Linked DNA regions of Oryctolagus cuniculus: regions 1 and 2 are each linked to region 3. The links are chromatin contacts, called in public Micro-C maps. All regions are on one chromosome and are shown on one strand. Each heading gives the region's core, a stretch centred on a gene start, on an enhancer-like site or on the middle of the called end of the contact. The rest is flanking DNA. Distances are from core to core; before and after follow the strand shown.

Region 1 (3,548 bases), core at 388-2,887, 340 kb before region 3:
AATGTAAATGTTAATTTACTGCCTTTACAACTATTTTATCTTTTACTTCTGCCTGGTAATAAAATTCTTTAGTCTGTTTGTCTACTTTCAATTCAAACAGAATAGTCACATACAGTTCTTCAAGAAGCATGGCTTTTAAATACATTTACTTTTAAATGTACCTTCTGAATACAGACATCTTAGCATGGCAAATATAGTACAATGAGTGGCTGCTAACTTAGAATGAAAACGTAATCAACTTAAGGTATTTAAAAACCATGAAACCACACTTGCAAACACAGCACTGGCAAGCATTTCACCATCCCATGGATAGCCTCACTCCACCTTTACAGTACATGAGTTCAGTAGCCTGACCTGGCTGTGATACCGCAGTGGCTGTAAACTGAGTAGCCCATGGCGGATTCTTCTGTCCTCCAAACTGAGCCATGATGCAAGGGGGAAAAAACCTCTGCTTGTTTGTCTTCTACAGCAGCGTCCTATTAAGAAAAGATCCACATTTTAAAGTTCAACCAAACTATCGATGTCACAAAAAGAAAGAAAATGCTCCGTGTATCAAGGATATCTTCCCAAAAAGAAATAACTGGAAGACGGGGAGCAAATGAAAATTTGAAATGCAGCAAAAACATTTTTACATCAAGCAGATCACCAAAAGTACACTGTTTTTTTAAAAACGACTTACACTCTTTTTTTAAAAAAAATGGACTGTCACATTTAAACCGAAGACCATCCGCGGTCTCGACCCAGTTGCTTACAGTTAAGTTCACAACTCTACATTGGAAAACAGCCTGCGTGTTTCTCTTGGCAATGAGTTAAGGAGGGAAGGCCAAGGTTAGAGCAGCGCTGAGATCAATAACGGAAACAGGACGAGACCCCAAGTAAAGGGATTTAAGGATCTCATCTAACGAACATCGCCGTACTTTCTCGAGTAGCAAAGGGAAAGGGGCTGGGGGCGCTTCTTTTCTCCCTTCCCTCGAGGGGAAAGGCAGTTGAGATAACGGATGCCTCTTCAAGAACCGCTGCGAGGACCCCTCCCCCCAAAGTCCGGCCAGAAGAGGCGAAGGTTTCCGCCCGCGCATCCCCCTCCGCCGAGCACCGCCGGCCAGCCCCCGGCCATCCATCTTCCTGCGGTCTTCACTCCCGGCGGGCCGCAGGCCTCGGGAGACAAAACCCACCGCTCCGCCACATGGGGTGAAGCGCCGACAGGGGGCTACTGCGAGCCCTCGTCGCCTCGACCCGCAGGCAGGTCGCAAAATGCCTCCGTCCCCCAAAACCCGCACCACCGCCGGCCGCCCCGATGCCCCAGGCCCGGAGGCTGGGAGACTACAACCGCAGCCGTCTCGGCGGCCCGGGACGACTGGCCGCAGCCCCGCCAGGCCGAGGCCGCGGGGCCGCGGGGCAGGAGCGTGGCGGTGGGGGAGGGGCCGGCCGCGCGGGGCCTGCTCCGACCCGCACAAAAGGGACCGCGTCCCTCCCGCCCCAGCCCCACGAGAGCCCCACCGTCGCCGGCCCGCGGAAGCCGTGCCACCGAGACGATCGCTCCCAGCCCTTCCGCGGATCCGATAGGACGTGGAGAACCCCGGCTCGGCCGCCCAACGCTTCAACTGCGCGTACCAGACCTTCACCTGAGTCGGGTCCCGGCTAACACCGAAGCCATTTCAAACCCGTCAGCCTCAGGCGCATGCGCCGACTTCCCCCTCTTCCTCTGCGCGCTCCCCTCCTCCACATCTCCCGCAAGAACGGCGCTTACGGGGCGACGTTGTACGTGCGCGCTCCCCGGCCGCCCTCAAGACGACTTGCCTTGGACTCTGCTGCCGGATCTGGAGCGCGCCTTGGAAGGGTTACCTTGGCTTCGCTAAACAATGAGCAGGGAACGTCTCTGCGCTAGCGAGGGGAGGGAAAGGCTTCCTTGAGGGTGGCAAAGCAAGTAATGGCGGTCACGTGACTCCGTGAGGACAGCCGCCATTTTGTGATTTTTTTTCCCCCCTTCCAGTTAAACTTACTGGAACAATAAACACATCCCGTTAGCACCCTAACACTTTTTAGGGTAATACAAAGGATATTTGCATAACATTGAACTTAGTATTTAAAATATAAGTATTCTAACGTGTACAATTCAGTGGCTTTTAGTGTAAACATGAGGTTGTGCCAACATCACCACCACTACTACCAGAACCTTTGCACCACCTGAAAAATAAACTCATGCCCCTGCCCTCCGCTCCCCACAGCCCCGATAACCTCTACCTTCTTTCTCTCTCAGGATTCGCCTACCCTGGACGTTTCATTTAAATAGAATCATTCAATATGTGGTCTTCCAGTTCTTTAGACATTCATCAATGTTGCAGCCAGTATCAGTGTTTCATTCCATTTTATGGCCTATATTCCTCTTCTTTCTTGTTTTTCCTTCCAGATGTAAGGAAACTCCCCTTCCATGTAAACTATCTGTAACTTACAATTCTGTAATGTTTTTGAGCAAAGATGAAGAAGCAATTTTTCTCATGGCAAGATCTAGCCAGAATTCAGAAACTATTAGTGGACATTCTTATTTTAGTGGCAATACAGTAATTTGCTTCAATTTATTTGGAATCTGTTCTCTTTGAAACAGTACACAAATAAAGACACTGATTATAATAGCAAAGCTTTCATTGGCGAGTCATAATTTCAGATACAGACTAAACAACGTTATGAAACTAAGATTGACCTTAGGAGCTCTCAGAAAGAAAAAAAAAAACTCTCAGGGGAAAAAAAGGATCTCAAAAAAAAAAAAAAAAAAAAGACTGGTGCTATTTTATTTTTGATGATTTTACTTATTTGCAAGGCAGACAGGAAGACCTTTCCATCTACTGGTTCACTCCCCAAATGGATTCAAGAGCTGGAGCTGAGCCAGGAACAACATCTAGGTCTCCCATGTGGGTGGCAGGGAACCACGTACTTGGAACATCATCTGCTGCCTTCCCAGGTGAATTAACAAAAAGATGGATAGGATGCCAAGAATCAGGGGACAGGAATGGTAGACTCTTCCATCTAACGTTTCACCCCTCAAAGACCACAACAGCCAGACTGGTGTTTGGCCAAATCCCAGGAGCTTGGAACGGCATTGCAGTCTCCCATATGGGTAGCAGGGGTCCAAGCACTTGAGCCATCATGCACTGCTTTTCCAGGCGCGTTAGCAGGTAGCTGGATCTGAAGTGGAACAGGTGGAACTGGAACCAGTGCTCATAGGGGATACCAGCAACAGGTGATGGCTGAAGTTCTTGGGTACCTACCACTCATGTGGAAGAGATTGGGAAGGAGTTATTAGCTCCTGGGTAAAGGCTGGCCCAGATTCAGCTGCTGTGGACTATTAGGGAGTACACCAGAGCATGGAAGATCTCTGTCTCCATGTTTCTCCTTTCTGGTCATATAGTAACTTCTCCCACTGTGCCACAATAACCAACGCCAGATGATAGTTTGTATACATGATTCCCTTGCATGGTTACCTTACCAGTGGGTAAAGAATGTCACTTTCTAGAATACTTTGGAATTTAAGAGTCCTCCAAATCTATAGGTTA
Region 2 (3,849 bases), core at 556-3,055, 460 kb before region 3:
ACTATACACTTAAAAATGGTAAAAGCTGGGGCTGTCGCTGTGGCGTAGTGGGTAAAGCCGCGACCTTTAGTTCCAGCACCCCTATGAGCATCAATTCAAGTCCCAGCTGCTCCACTTCAATCCAGCTCTCTGTTACAGCCTGAAAGATGGCCCAAGTCCTTGGGCCCCTGCACCCACAAGGGAGACCCGGAAGAAGCTCCCACCTGCTGGCTTCGGATCAGCTCAGTTCCAGCTGTTGTAGCCATTTGGGGAGTGAACCAGCAGATGGAAGACCTCTCTCATTCTCTCTGCCTCTGCCTCTCCATAACTTTGCCTTTCAAATAAATAAATAATTTTTTTAAATGGTAAATGTTAAGTTTTGTGTATCCTACAATAAAAGAAACCAGTTGGTAAGTTTACCCTAGTGATATGGCTGGTCAGGTAGGTTCTACTCTCTACCACTTCACAGACTACATCTTATTCTTTTGCCAAATGTCACAGTTCAAATACCGCTACCTTCTCCCACTGCTTTCTTTCTGCAGGTCTGATGTCTCCTGTCAAAATTTTACCTATGCATTTTTCTGCACCTGTACTCCCCTAATTGTTTCGGGACTTGAAGTCTCTACAGGCTCCTTGAGGTGAGGATCATTTCTTACACTTAATTAAAGACCTTCATACTCAACAAAGAGGCTGGTGCAAGTTAGACACAAATAATAAATACCCACGGATTGAATGAGAACACCAATAGTAAGCGCTATTAATAATGCAATCCACACGATCTCCCTCACAGGCAAATCCTGGCAACCCCGGCTTTGATACCATTCCTTAAGCCTCTATAGTTATCAAGGTTTATAAACCTAGGCTCGCTGTCCCCAGGATGCTTGCACACAGGACAGGGTGACTGAGAAACAATACATTTCCAAGGGAATCGTTTTTCTTAATCGTCTTCTAAGGTAGCCAACGAGAACCAAACAGGCCTCTCTGCTTAAGAAAGAAGAGCAAAGAAACGGATATCCCGGTGATGGGAGCTTGAGCCTGCCCATCTCGCACACGCTTCGGGCGCCAACAGGAAGGGCTGAAGGAAGGGCTGAAGGAAGGGCCAGCGGAGGCCGAGTCAAAGCCCAGGGCCGCCCTTCTGCAGGGCGGGAGTGTGGCGGTGGGAATGGTCCCGCAGCGACCGCAGAGGGCCGAGGGCCAAGCTCCCGCTCGGATGTGACAGGCCATCATCAGGGACAGCTCCCCTCCCCGCCCAAGCCGGCGCAGCCCCGAAGGAGGCGCGGCCCATCCTCAGCGCACCTTTCGCCTCTCCTTCCTCAGGCTGTCGGGCTCCTCCAAAGGTGCTTCCAGCTCCATAATGTCCCCCCACAGGAGTTTCCCAGGCATTACTGGCCGCCGCCTCCGCCTGCCTCAGGGCGCGGTGGCCACAACCACCTACGGGCAGCGCCAGCGAAAAAGGAAACGGGGGCAGGACAGCCGCCCGGCCAGGGCCGTGCGTCACTTCCGGGACACGCACCGCTCGGCGGGGAAAATAATCCCGGATCCTTTCGGCGCACACTTTTTCCTTGCGCCGCTACCTCCCAACCAATGAGAATGAAAGTTCTCGAGTGTCCCGCCCTCGTTCCAAAGTGATTGGCGTGCAGAGTAAAACTCTGGCCAATCATCATGAAGGACGCACGCGCTGATTAGCATAAGTGATTTCTCTGTATCTCTTCCCCACTGCAGAGTTCTGCTCGGGAATCTTCGACACTCACTTCTGAGGCTGGGGAACCCCTCGATGGCGGTGGAGAGGGTCGGCCCGCGCGGCGACCCGGCTCGCGGGCCGGCCGGAGCCGAGGTGGGTGGGGGCGCCACGCGCAGCCTCGCTATTTGCGGCCGGAAGCTGCGGCCCTGGGCCCCGCCCGTTGCGGGCGGGGTGCGAGGAGGCGTTAACGTCCAACGGCTTCGCGCCAGTCTAGCAGCGCCTCGCAGTGGGGAAGGGGTTTCTTGGGGTCCCGAGTGGGCTGGAGGTGAAGGCTGGGGCTGACTGGATAGACGTCCACCCCGAATTCTTAGGTTTTGATCATTTAGCTGGTCGTCGGCTGGTTTTAGTCCTCACGCTCCGCGTTTGACTTGAGGAAGCCGAACCCACCCAAGAAAGGAATTTACTTCCCTGGGTCACAAAATCTTTGAGTGGTACAGTCAGGACTAGCGAATGTTTTGCTTGGATCTGAGATGAGCGAGTGTGCTTTTCTGCCACACCTACCTGAAAGCCTCGAGTCTGACAAGGGTTTGGGGGGAGATGCTCCCATGAAACAATGAGCAGGAAAAACCCGAAGACACCTAACAGTTTCGGCCAGAGAGAAAACCTAAATGCGTTCAACAGATAACGTGTTTGCGACGAATAAAAAGGGGTTCAGTTTTACGGATGGGGATTAACTGCCCCTAAATCGCAGCCTTACACAAAACGGAAGCCTTTGGCGTTACAAAGGGTAACTTCCTTAGCCTGTCCCTTTTCCTACGCCAGTGCTAGCTAATTGGCTTTATTTTCTGCGCCTTTTCTCAATGATCTCTTCAACCCAGGAACTCAACGCCTAAGAGAAGGACCCAAATTGAGATGAAGGCGCAGGGGCACTCAGCGAGCCGCTTGACAGTGTCTGGGGCACATACTCCTAACATGAGCATCTCATTTGTCTTAGCAAAATTACCCACTGCGACGTGTGCTGATTTGGGGTGTTCACCCAAGTAACTGGGACCAAATATGTTAAATTTCTGATTCCGCCAGGTCTTCTGCATGATTTAGGGATTGACTTGAGGTGAAAAAAAATAAAGTCTAAAAGTAACTATGGATTCAGTACTAAACACAAGGAGTGTTCAGCTACTGATTATGGAAGAATGCATCTCCCTAGGTTATGAGAATAGGTACGCATCTCTGGATCTGTGTTTTCCACAATCCTAATTTAGTCCCACTCTTCGCTCCCACTCCCCATTCTACCGTGTTAAATCAGTCTCTAGCCCTACAAAGGGTGTGATGATGAGCACAGAAACGGTAGACATGGATAGCAAATCACTATGTAAAACTGGGATAAAAGGAACAGATGTTAATATCTTGTGGTCAAAGGTCAGAAAGTTTCAGCTCCTCAGAAATCAAAAATATTTTCGGTATTCACTTACGTATCAGAGGTCCCAACAGCACATCTGAGAAGGGAAAGGCCAACACTGTTTGAATTCAGGTGACTAATAAGTGTACTAGTTTTTGGCGCCGGCACCCTGGGTTCTAGTCCCGGTCGGGGTGCCGGATTCTGTCCTGGTTGCCCCTCTTCCAGGCTAGCTCTCTGCTGTGGCCAGGGAGTGCAGTGGAGGATGGCCCAAGTGCTTGGGCCCTGCACCCCATGGGAGACCAGGAGAAGCACCTGGCTCCCAGCTTCGGATCAGTGCGGTGCGCCAGCCGTGGTGGCCATTGGAGGGTGAACCAACGCAAAGGAAGACCTTTCTCTCTGTCTCTCTCACTGTCCACTCTGCCTGTCCAAAATAATAAATAAATAAATAAGTGTACTAGTTTTAAAGGATGATAATCTGAGACTTAAACACTGCAGTCTCTTGCCCCAAACTCTATGCCCGAAACTCACAGAACCCGATCCCTGACTGCTGTGGAGAGGACAAGAATAAACTGACACATGACTGACTCAACCAAAACTGACTTTGCTGGAAAAAAAAGTGCACCCCACATTACTGTTTTTTCAGTGTACCTCATCTTACCTCAGCCAACTAGAAAAGTTAGTAAATGCGGAAGCTTTCATACTTGTTCCCTCTATAAGTCTCCAGAGATTCATGGCTAATGATATTTGGGGACAGGAGGAAGGTACACTATGCATGGTAATTAAAAATCTTATT
Region 3 (3,755 bases), core at 773-3,272:
TTCCTTTATCAGTTCGGAAAAATGTCATATTTGAAGATCTCCACCATTTTCTTAAAATTTCCCCCCTAAAAAACAAGGCACCAACCTAAGAAGTGTTTCCCATAGAGGGACTTAGGAACAAGAGAAAAAGTGGAAGGGATCTAACATCAAATATTAGTTCACCATGAAAAATTTAAGAACTCTGAAAAATCGATCTAATTCATGGTGGGAAGATCTTAGCATTTTTTTTTTTTTACCATTTCGTACTGTTTTTTACCACCCCTTCATACAAAAAGGTCATCTGTTTTAATACCTTAATAAAGCTGTCAGAAATTACCTGAACAGTTTATTAACTATTCAGGATAATCCATCTCAACCTTTCTTTGCTGTAACAATGTCATGTCTAATCACCGCTCTGCTTGAAGAATTCCAAGTGTTAACACCAATTAAAAATACCAGCAGTTGAAATAGGAAGATAAACTAGTCAATTCTGTATGACTTTAAATACAAGGGCACTGCAAAAAGTTCATGGAAAATGGAAATATTTTGATTAAAAAACCTGAAATCCAGGCATATAGTCCCCCCCCTTGTTATAAAATTCCCATGACTTTTTGAAGGCCCTTGATATTGCCTCTATTTAAACCAATATCTACAATACAAAAAGCTACCAGACTGCTTCACCAATGTTGTAGACCTGAGGGGAGAGAGGGAATTAGCATGTAGGATGACCGCTAATGGGTATAGCAATCTTTGAGTGATAAATTCTAGTGATGGTTACAAAACCGTCCATGCACTAAACCCCAAAGAACTTAACATTTTAAATGGGTGAAGTTTGATTTGCTCATTATCTCAAAGCTACTTTTTTAAAAGAACATCTAATAGAGATTAACTGAAATACAGAACTCCCCTAACATGGAAAACTATTTTATTTGTTGAAGTGTCATACAGGATCTGATGTATCAAAAAAAATAATTTTCTAAAAACTAGGAATGGCCTGGGGGGGAGGAAGCACCATGAGTGCCAAAGGAACTTTTTCCATTTTTAATATAATGCCAAAAAATAAAAGAGAATGAACTTTTTGACAAAAAAATTGGCAAACATGTTTAACGCAAATTTTACTTGGTTCCTCTTTTTCTGAAGTTCTTGCTCCTCAATTTTAAATTAGAAAATCAGACACCACTAATATCTAAAGGAGCCTAGTCTTCAAAAATTATAAATACGTTTACTAGGACCAAGGTTTTACCTACTGCAGTCCACTCCTGTTTACCAGGTAAGACATCAAAAGGTAACATTATTGCTTAAAAATGCAATTAGATTTCCAGACTATGATAGAAAGATGGCCAGTAAAAAACAGGTGTGTATGGTAGTTTAACACAATCAGAAAAGCTGTGGGTCATCTCCTACTAAAAAAATCTGAGCTGGTTTCACAAACTCCACGAAAATCTGCGTCTCAAGCTAAGATTTAGTTAAACTTATCCTCGATTAAAGCATCACAAAACATTTTCAACAGCACGCAGTTTTTTTCTGGTTCTAAAACTGGAAAAGTAGGTAACACTTCCCGTAAAGACTTACAGGTATTTTTTAAACCGCTTATTCTTAAGCCTGGCCCCTCGTCTCTATCTTCAAGGAAAATTACCAAGCCAGCTCTCCGATGTTCTGAGCCCTCCCCCATCGCACTGCCATGTGACTGAGCTTACATTATGCCGTAGTGTTCAGAACGCTTATTTCCTGTTCAAAGTATTAATATACTTCTGTATCAAGTATTTTACTTCTACGGCCTTCATGGTAAGGGAAAATATTATCTGCACAAAATACTCTTCGAGATTTAATAGCGACTCAACTCCTACATACATAAACACATTTTGGCCATCGCTGGCTGTGTTTTAACAACTGTTTTCCAAAAGCAAAACTCCTACTTAAAAACAAATTCCAACCCATCTGTGCCAAACTACACAAAGCCATTGCTAAGCCACCCACCCACCCCGGCCCAAAAGTCCAAAAAGTGCTCACAGTTCACTGGGCCTCGACGGCCTCTTTGAAACATGCCCATTTCACAGTCCTATTCGGTAAGTCCCCCAGCTTGCTGCTGGCAAAATCACCCAAAGTCGTTACAAACGTTCAAGCGTGAGAAAACAACCTCTTTGGAAAATGAGTACGTACTCTTTTCGAAGTTCCAAATCTGGAATCTAAGGGCCGGCTAAGCGTCCTTTATTCCTCCCCGGAGGCTTTCCGTTTATCTAGCTGCCCTAGAGACCGGAGAGCTCGGGAGAGCGCGCCCCTACCCCCTCCCCGGCCGGCAGCCAAGCTGGGCTTAAAAACCTTCGCCACCGGGCGGCGGAAGTACAAAGGAGGCCGTCTGCCTCCTTTGTCCTGGATTTGGGAGCTGAGCGCCTCCGTCGCCATTGGCTTTCCTGCCCCAGCTCCGGCCTCTCTCATCTTGGGAATCTGCGTCAGAAGTCACCGGCAGTCCCGCCAGGTAGCCCTGCCGAGGCTGCGGAGGAAGGGAGGCTGCGGTGGGAGGCCAGGCCCATCCGGCGCCATTTCCATCGGGAGCGCGCCCGGCGGCAGCCCTGACCCTCCCCCCAGCCCCGCTGCCGGGCCTGGCCCTGCTCGCTTCGCGCCCACCCTCATCCCCTGCCAGGGAGCTGGACCACCCCCCGCCCCCGGCCCCGGCCAGCTCAATCCGTCTTTCCAAAGCTGGGAACAAGAAGTAGAAGGAACGGGGAAGGGCGGGAAGCCAAGGTGGCCGCGCCACCGTACCCAAAATGGCGGAGGCCAAACCAGCAAGGCAGAGAGAAGGGCTGGACGCCCTCCACTTCGGGCCTCCGCGTCGTCCACCGAGCTCCACCCGAGCAAGTCCTCGCCCGGCAGGCCGCCCTCCTAGAAGTGGGAGATCGCCCGGGAGGCGCAGCCCCGCCCGCCTCCGAGCGGCGACCTCCACACTTCCCCCCCGCCCCACCCCCTCCTGGGTCTCGTCCTTCTCCCGACTCCGCTCTCGAAACCACCAGCCCAACCTACCCCCTTTTACTTCAGATACCCTGTCGGGCGATAGAAGCGCCGACGCCGGTGCTCGTGAGGGTCCGGTCGTGAGGAGGGGGCAGTCGTTCGCCTCGTGCGGCGCTCCCTACAACGGTCCTCCCAACCGTCTCCAGCAGTGGCAACCGCTAAGGGAGCTGCGCAGCAGAGCGACTGGCTTGGGGGGATGGGAGAGAGGGAGCGAGAAGGAGGGGGCGGAGCGAGCGCGACGAAAGCCGGCCTCAGGGTCTCGCGAGACCGGTCCCGCCTTGACGCGGCCCGGGCGAAGTGCGCTTGCGCGTCAGCGGGCCGCTCCGCGGAAAAGTGAAGAGCCGCCCTACTCGGACGGCTTAGTGAGGGAGCCGGGTTGACTCCGCCTTTCTTGCTCACCTTACCACCGTCTAAAGCTCAGAGTACACCTTTCTGTACCCTCGGGGAGGAGGAGAGAGGGGCGGAGGCGCTCCCGTTACTGTGTTTTGAAGGAAGTTCCCCAGTGCTAGGCTCCACAGCCAGCAAATTCCATAGAGGCCCCACCTTCTTCCCCGCGTCAAGTGCGTGGAAATGGCGCCACGTGACTCGGCCGCCAAAGGCCGAGAGGGCTCTTTCCTTCCACCATGTTTGCGTTATGTAGTAAAAAACGGGACTCTGCCGAGAGACAAAAATGTCCACAGGCCCGATTTCGGCTTCAGGACGGGGTCCTCCTGCCCCCCAACGGAGCCGCCTCCGCGTGCGCGGCGTAGGCCGGCGAGTCTATCCTGCTC

The links. A called contact is a pair of places that touch in the nucleus more often than the background predicts.
Region 1: a Micro-C map of ear pinna shows a contact between it and region 3, with 5 times the contacts expected there. The contact joins the promoter of CCAR1 here to the promoter of PBLD in region 3. A contact is called at or near these places in 2 of 6 Hi-C or Micro-C datasets (ear pinna and an unstated tissue).
Region 2: a contact with region 3 is called in a Micro-C map of ear pinna, with 5 times the contacts expected there. The contact joins the promoter of DDX50 here to the promoter of PBLD in region 3. A contact is called at or near these places in 2 of 6 Hi-C or Micro-C datasets (ear pinna and psoas muscle).

What each region holds. Positions count from the first base shown.
Region 1 is chr15:60,578,428-60,581,975 of mOryCun1.1, reverse strand. CCAR1 (cell division cycle and apoptosis regulator 1) reads right to left here and starts at 1,637. Exons shown (of 24, transcript XM_017348736.3): 1 at 1,498-1,637; 2 at 355-476. The coding sequence starts at 427.
Region 2 is chr15:60,696,841-60,700,689 of mOryCun1.1, reverse strand. DDX50 (DExD-box helicase 50) reads right to left here and starts at 1,805. Exons shown (of 16, transcript XM_070057770.1): 1 at 1,731-1,805.
Region 3 is chr15:60,235,599-60,239,353 of mOryCun1.1, reverse strand. PBLD (phenazine biosynthesis like protein domain containing) reads left to right here and starts at 2,022. Exons shown (of 10, transcript XM_070057146.1): 1 at 2,022-2,045; 2 at 2,230-2,455. The coding sequence starts at 2,022. HNRNPH3 (heterogeneous nuclear ribonucleoprotein H3) reads right to left here and starts at 3,543. Exons shown (of 10, transcript XM_070057750.1): 1 at 3,017-3,543.